2 separate regions of the Gossypium hirsutum genome follow, and region 2 is linked to region 1. Evidence: chromatin contacts called from public Hi-C data. All regions are on one chromosome and are shown on one strand. Each heading gives the region's core, a stretch centred on a gene start, on an enhancer-like site or on the middle of the called end of the contact. The rest is flanking DNA. Distances are from core to core; before and after follow the strand shown. Region 1 holds the start of LOC107954518 (reticulon-like protein B5). Region 2 holds the start of LOC107955272 (mitogen-activated protein kinase 4).

Evidence for each region. Hi-C and Micro-C count contacts between places; a contact is called where the count stands out from the background.
Region 2: a Hi-C map of leaf shows a contact between it and region 1, with 4 times the contacts expected there. The contact joins the promoter of LOC107955272 here to the promoter of LOC107954518 in region 1. A contact is called at or near these places in 5 of 34 Hi-C or Micro-C datasets (hypocotyl and leaf).

Annotation. Positions count from the first base shown.
Region 1 is chrA07:31,849,790-31,853,350 of Gossypium_hirsutum_v2.1, forward strand. LOC107954518 (reticulon-like protein B5) reads left to right here and starts at 1,918. Exons shown (of 5, transcript XM_016890103.2): 1 at 1,918-2,253; 2 at 2,797-2,977; 3 at 3,067-3,208; 4 at 3,285-3,354; 5 at 3,448-3,561. The coding sequence starts at 2,058.
Region 2 is chrA07:32,018,141-32,021,701 of Gossypium_hirsutum_v2.1, forward strand. It overlaps LOC107955272 (mitogen-activated protein kinase 4), which reads left to right and starts at 1,543. Exons shown (of 6, transcript NM_001327634.1): 1 at 1,543-1,682; 2 at 2,288-2,417; 3 at 3,046-3,183; 4 at 3,331-3,561. The coding sequence starts at 1,543.

The DNA.
Region 1 (3,561 bases), core at 668-3,167:
TCAACCAAGCTTCAGATTGTTGCATATTGTGACTCAAATTGGGGAACATGTCCAATGACTAGGAAGTTGATTATAGGGTACTGCATCAAACTTGGGTTCACTCATTTTATGGAAGTAAAAAAAAAGCAAAACACAGTCTCTCAATCATTTGCGGAAGTAGAATATCGAAACATAGCCTTGACAGTTGCAGAGATAATCTGGTTAAGTGGTTTGTTGGGAGAAGTTAGTCTCGACAAACTGGAACTAACAATATTGTTTTGTGATAGTTAAGCAACCCTTCAAATTGCAGCCAATCCAATATTCCATGAATGAACTAAGCACATAGAAATTGATTGTCATTTTGTTTGGGAGAAAATCAAAAAAGGGTTGGTTAAAACATAGCACATACGCACCAGTCAACAAATAGTAGGCTTGATGACAAAAGCCCTGGGGGTGCATCAGCATGAGTATTTGTTGTCCAAACTGGGGGTCAAATATCTTTATCACCCTCCAACTTGATAGGGAGTGTTAAAAATATTGGTAGTTGGCTGAATAAAAAAAAGTTGGTAGTAGCAGTTAGATTAGTTAGCAGTTAGCAATTAGTTCAACATAGGCTATAAAAACACTTTGCTATTGTAATTTAAGTATGTTACAATATATTTTCATTCAAATTTAATACTAGTCTAGCTTTGTAATTCATCAATTACTGGTCATTTTTCAACACTTTCAACATCAACTATTTATGATTTTTTTATATATTTATTTTTATAATTATTTAACCAAATTAATTGATTTAACTAAAAATTTAATTTTTAAAATATATTTATATTTAAGCATTTCACCTGACTTGGTTAGATTTAATTGCAATACAATGTAACTAACAATTAAAAAGAAATATTTTATTAGTATTTTATGATGTTAGTGATAAGTATACTACAAAATACACGATAATAAAATTTAAAAAATAAATATTATCATATTCAGCCGGATCAGAATCTAAATCTAGATATTTTTAAAAAATAAATAATAAAATAAAATTTATTAATACAATGTAGTAATTGTTTATTTCATTTCTTAATTATAAAGTTTGAATTTTATCTTCACTACAAAAATAAAGCACGTGATGATGGCAAACACTTATTTCGTAAAAAAAGAAACAACAAAAAGCATAAGCCTTGATATGAATCTAACGTGAAGCCCCACTGATGCAAAAAAGTGAAAATTCCAAAACGACCACTGAAAAGTGATAGCTGTCCATGCCACCCCATTGTCCCATTAAGATGAACTCTTGAAATAAAAGAATGCACCCTTCTCTCTCTCAGTAAATCAGTTGAAAGAATCCAATTTTATTCTAGACCCCACTGTACCATACCTCATTCAACATTTCAAATTCTCCCCCAACCTCACTCTCATTTAAGGTTTAGGATTAACGATAAATTTAACTATTAATATTTATTATATTTTATCAAAATTATTTTAATTGTATTTTTAAGTCTTTTTTCAATCATCAATTTTTGTTCTTTTTTATTTTTATTTTTTTAACAAATTTAATAAAAGTATCATTAAAAAAATTAGTGGGGATGATTTAGAATTTCATATGTATAATATTTTTAATGAGATATAATTTATTATTAAGATAATCTAATAAGATAATTATACTGAAAAATAATAAAATAAATAAATAATACATTAAATTAAAAAATAATTCTTAAATTAAAGAAAATAAACATAATTATTTAAAAATAATAATTTAATAAAAAAATTATCAGTAAACAAACGAATAGAAGATTAAAATATTTTGAAAGAAAAAAAATTAAACATTTAAATTTACTCATTAAATCTATTAAAAAGTAAATTAAAAAAAACAAAGGTTAATAATAAAAAGAACTCAAAAATATGACTAGATAAAACACCTAAACTAAGACAAATTTATCATTTAAGCCTAAGGTTTATACATTCCCTTTATTAAAACCCTACACTTCTACTGACATTCGCACTCACTTGTATACTGTTCGGACACCCTGACAGTCAATAAAGAATCCGTCTTTTTAGGGCACTGGTCGGACTTTTTTTAACCAATGGCGGAGGAAACGGAGAGTAAGCAATCGGCGGTGGAGTCGGTGATGGAGAAGATCCACGGCCATGATTCATCGTCTTCTTTGGATTCGGATTCAGATCATGAGAAACCAGCTTCCCCTATCTCCGTTAAGGCTAAGATTTATCGGTTGTTTGGTAGGAAGAGACCTCTTCATCACGTTCTCGGTGGTGGAAAGCGTACGGCCTCTAAGCTCTCATTTCACTTTTCTTTTCTTTTTTCAAGTTTCGTTAGTGTGATCAGGATTTTATTGTTAGGTTTGTTTTTGACGAAGTTGATGGAAATGCGAGTAAAAATTACAAAAATGCAGTTGTTAGAGTGAATTTAAAAAAGAAATGTTAATTTGATGGAAGATCAATACATCTAAGTTTTAGTATTTTTCACTTTACGATCTGTTTGGTAGTTACGAAAGTGAATTTCATTTTTCGATTTGATTGGTTCTTGTATTTGTTACTGGAATTTGAAATTAAGCAGTAAGCTACTTCAGACGTATATTTGGGGTTTGCTTTTGCCTTTTATTGTTTGCATTCTGGGAACGGAGCAAAGTATAACACATTCTAGACCAGTCGTTTAAAAGTAAGATTATCTAATCATTTAAGCACACAAGGAGTTTAGAAAAGTCTTGCTATTTACAAGTCTTATATTAATGGTTCTCGTTTGTGTCAGAATTAGATGCTGGTGTTCTCTTTCCATTTCATTTGTTGGGTAATGATTTGATGCAGCTGCTGATGTGTTCTTGTGGAGGAACAAAAAGATATCAGCTGGGGTTCTTGGTGGAGCAACTGCAATCTGGGTCCTTTTTGAGTTGATCGAATACCACCTACTTACTCTGCTCTGTCACATTTCGATACTCTGTCTTGCAGTATTGTTCCTCTGGTCCAATGTCCATACCTTTATCCACAAGTAAGTTCTGGGGGTCTTTGCATGAGCTTTAATCTATTTAACATATTGATGGTTTCTTAAAGAATATAATATGACCTTTTTCTTCACAGGACTCCACCTCGCATCCCACAAGTTCATTTGCCAGAGGAGCCATTCCTTCAGATCGCCTCTGCTCTGACAATTGAACTTAACCAGGCATTGAAACTGCTGCGAGATATTGCATCTGGAAGGAATCTGAAGAAGTTTCTTGTGGTGTGTTTAGGGTTTAAGTCTTAATCTGAAGTGCATTTTGATTGGGGGGTCACTATATCCTTCTCTCTGATTTCAGGTTGTAGCAGCTTTTTGGGTCCTCTCCGTTGTGGGGAGTTGGTGCAATTTCTTGACCTTGTTCTACACATGTAATGACACTGGTCTCTTGCTTTTAGTGCCAAGTTCATTTATCTATACAAATGTCATACTGAATTCTGATCCATCTTCCCTATGGAAATCAGCTTTCGTGTTGCTGCATACGGTACCTGTTTTGTATGAGAAGTATGAGGACAAGGTTGACCCATTTGCAGAGAAGGCAGTGATTGAGATAAAAAAGCAATATGCAGTTTTTGATG
Region 2 (3,561 bases), core at 293-2,792, 170 kb after region 1:
GTACTAAAATTATATTGATAAAATAATCAATGCCTTGTATATATTTTATTTTTCCTTCAAATCATATATATGAATAATATACTTAAAATAAATAATAATTAATTACTTAAATAATAATTAAATAATAAATTTTATTATTTATCGCATATCAAAATTTCAAAATCGTCTGCATAAAAAAATAAATAGAAAATTACTTAATATGCTTTTATTCAAGGAATAAGTTAATTGTATAATATAATATAATATTTTTTCAAGAATTCTAAATTTTAAAAATTCAAAACAATGAATCAAAATTTTTAATTTTAAGAATTGAAGGTTTTTTTCTTAATTTTTATACTTGGGATGCTCATCTCTTGTGTATTAAAGTATTTTTTATATGCATATATAACAAGGGAAAAATTTGAGACCATTTATAACTGTCGGGAATAAAATCAAGCTATTGGAAGCATTATAAACATACTTGTATTGAGACAAGTCATGAGATGTATGGGTAGAAATGGGCTATGGACTTGTATCTATACATAGCACATGATGTATGGGTAGAATTCACGTCCTCTAACACTGACAACAATATTAATATCAATCAAACTAAAACTCAATCTACCGTATTATCTTAAAAAAAAAGTTTCAACAAGATTGTTTCATCAATGGAGTGATAAACTCAACTCAATTCATTAGTTTTAGTTTATTAAGAAAATTTTGAATAAAATAAGCTATAGAAAAAAATTATTAAATATTATTGTAGCAATTAAATACTCGTCTCAAAAACTAAAAAATAATTAGATTAATGCCTCTCAATAATAATTACTTTCATTTTTAATCATCCTTTTCTATAAATATTATTGCATTTTTAAAGTTTTTATTTAAAGTTAGAAAAGAATACATTTTCAAGGTTTTTTTTTTCAAAATTTAATTTTAAAGAGTTATTTTCATAATTTTTGGAAGTATAGTTTTTATTAAAGATAATGTAGCAGCGTTCCAATAACAATGAGTTGATAGAATTAATTACCATGATGTTTTCATCCACCATATTAAATGGTTCGACCCCACATCTTATTGTACTTCAATAACTGATCTTTGAACATAATTGAACAACTGTGGATATGAAGAGTTAGGAAATGAGGCAGCCTTCATAATCTAAAAGTTAAGATTTTTATTTTCCTAACATAAATCCAAAGATTTTGACTTTTATAAAAGAAAATAAAAACAGTGCTGTTCTGAAGAATCTGTCAGGCAGAAATAAGATAATAGTTGAGTTTTTAGGTAATATGAATTTGTTAAGACTACAACTAACGACTCATTTGACTATGAAGTATGAACCCCAGAATAACAGTAACTTTGCCTATATGCGTATCTGAAAAGTGGAATCTTCACACATACAGGACAAACCCCAAAGGAAAATTTTTTAAGAAAGAAAACATACTTTACACCCACCGACACGCTATCCTAAATTCCACTCCCCATTTTCTTCTTTTTCTACCTCTCTGATTTTACCTGTCATTACTGCAGAAAGTCTTTCTTTATTCTGGGTTGGAGTCCGGCATGTCAATGGAGTCAACCGGAATACCAACTCATGGTGGACGCTATGTTCTGTACAACGTTTATGGTAACCACTTCGAAGTTTCCAGAAAATACGTCCCTCCTATTCGCCCCGTCGGCCGTGGTGCTTATGGTATTGTCTGGTAAGATCTTTTTTCCCCTTCTAACTTTGTTTCGGTTTAAGTTCCTAGTTCGATTCACTTCCTGTTTATTTCAATTTCTGGGTTTGTTTTAGTCTTAGAGCTTCAACATGATAGTTTTTCAACAGGTCAATATGTGATCATTTTTCTTTTGTTAGATTCCAGTTTCTTGATTAATTAGTTAGTTACTAGTATGATCAAACAGGCTAGGTAGTCCCCCCCCCTTTTAAATTACAATTTTAATTTTAGTGCACTGTAATCACACTTGAGTATGTTACCCGGACTGAGTGTTAGACAAGGGTATGTGGCTAATACAAGTATTTCGAGGACCAAAATTTTATAGCCATGTCCAAATATATTTTGTATATGGATACTTGAGGAAAATGAAAACTCTGGGTAATACGGTTTATAAAAGGTATTTGGCAGTGTGATCGCTTTGATGAAATTAAGCTGCCAAATTCTAGGGTTCCATTGAAGTGAATAACTTTAGGTTCAGCTTTCAGGCTGAGAAGATTGAAAGAAAGCTAACATTCTGTTCATTTGACTTACTGTCTATTTTGTTATTAACAATGTGAGGCTAAGATTTGATTTCCCCATCTTTTTCCCAGTGCTGCTTTGAATTCAGAGACGCGTGAGGAGGTTGCTATCAAGAAAATTGGTAATGCATTTGACAATAGGATTGACGCCAAAAGGACATTGCGAGAGATCAAGCTTCTTTGTCACATGGATCATGAGAATGTAAGCGCTGTTGGCTTCATAGTTCCCATGGTTAACTTTTTGATGGACGTTTCAATAATGTTGTTTAAGTCATAGACTCCTAATTGTTAGGCTTCTTGCTTGTATAAGGTCAGGTTTCTATGGCTAAACAATATCTGTATTTGGTCCCTATTTGTGTACTTAGAGGGATTTGGCCTAACATTCCTGTTGATTTGAGTTCCTTGAGAAGATCATCTTTTAACCCTAAAGTAACTTTGAACCTTTAAGGACAGGCCAATCTTACGATATTGTGCATGAACACTATTTTACCATTTCATATTAGAAAGCACTATCTAACCAGGCTTCTCTTGAATCTTATAAAAATTCTTCTTATCAGTCTTTATATGCTTCAATGAAACTGGAGCACATTACATTTTGCCATGTGTATGACTATCAGAATTCCTTTTTCTGGCTTGACTAATGCTTTCATCTTTGCAAGTTTACGGCCAACAGAGGACATGTTTTATGTTGGTTTCTTACTCTTAGGTCTGGTTAACAACGTTCCTTCACTTGTTGTGTATGCATCTTAATAATGGCATGAGAGTACACTGAAGTAGTAATATCTGGTTGTGGAATTATAGTTTGATTGGTTCGTCCCTTTTTTCTTCAGGTGATTGCCATCAAAGACATCATACGGCCTCCGCTGAGGGAGAACTTTAATGATGTCTACATTGTTTATGAACTGATGGACACTGATCTTCATCAAATCATACGATCTGACCAACAATTGACAGATGATCATTGTCGGGTTGGTATCAAATACATCCCCTCGTATAAATATATAACAGGATCTTCCTACTGTCTTTTGTCATATTTAGTTAGAAACATCAAATGATTTATGTTTAGCTGTCTGGAAGCTATAACCATTGTTGATCATGCAGTTCCACTCTTGCAGTACTTTCTATATCAGATTTTACGAGGGCTCAAGTATGTACATTCAGCAAATGTATTGCATCGTGATTTAAAGCCCAGCAATTTGCTTCTGAATGCTAATTGCGACCTTAAAATTGGGGATTTTGGGCTTGCAAGGACGACATCCGAAACTGATTTTATGACAGAATATGTAGTCACTCGTTGGTATCGAGCGCCAGAATTACTTCTAAATTGTTCTGAGTACACTGCTGCA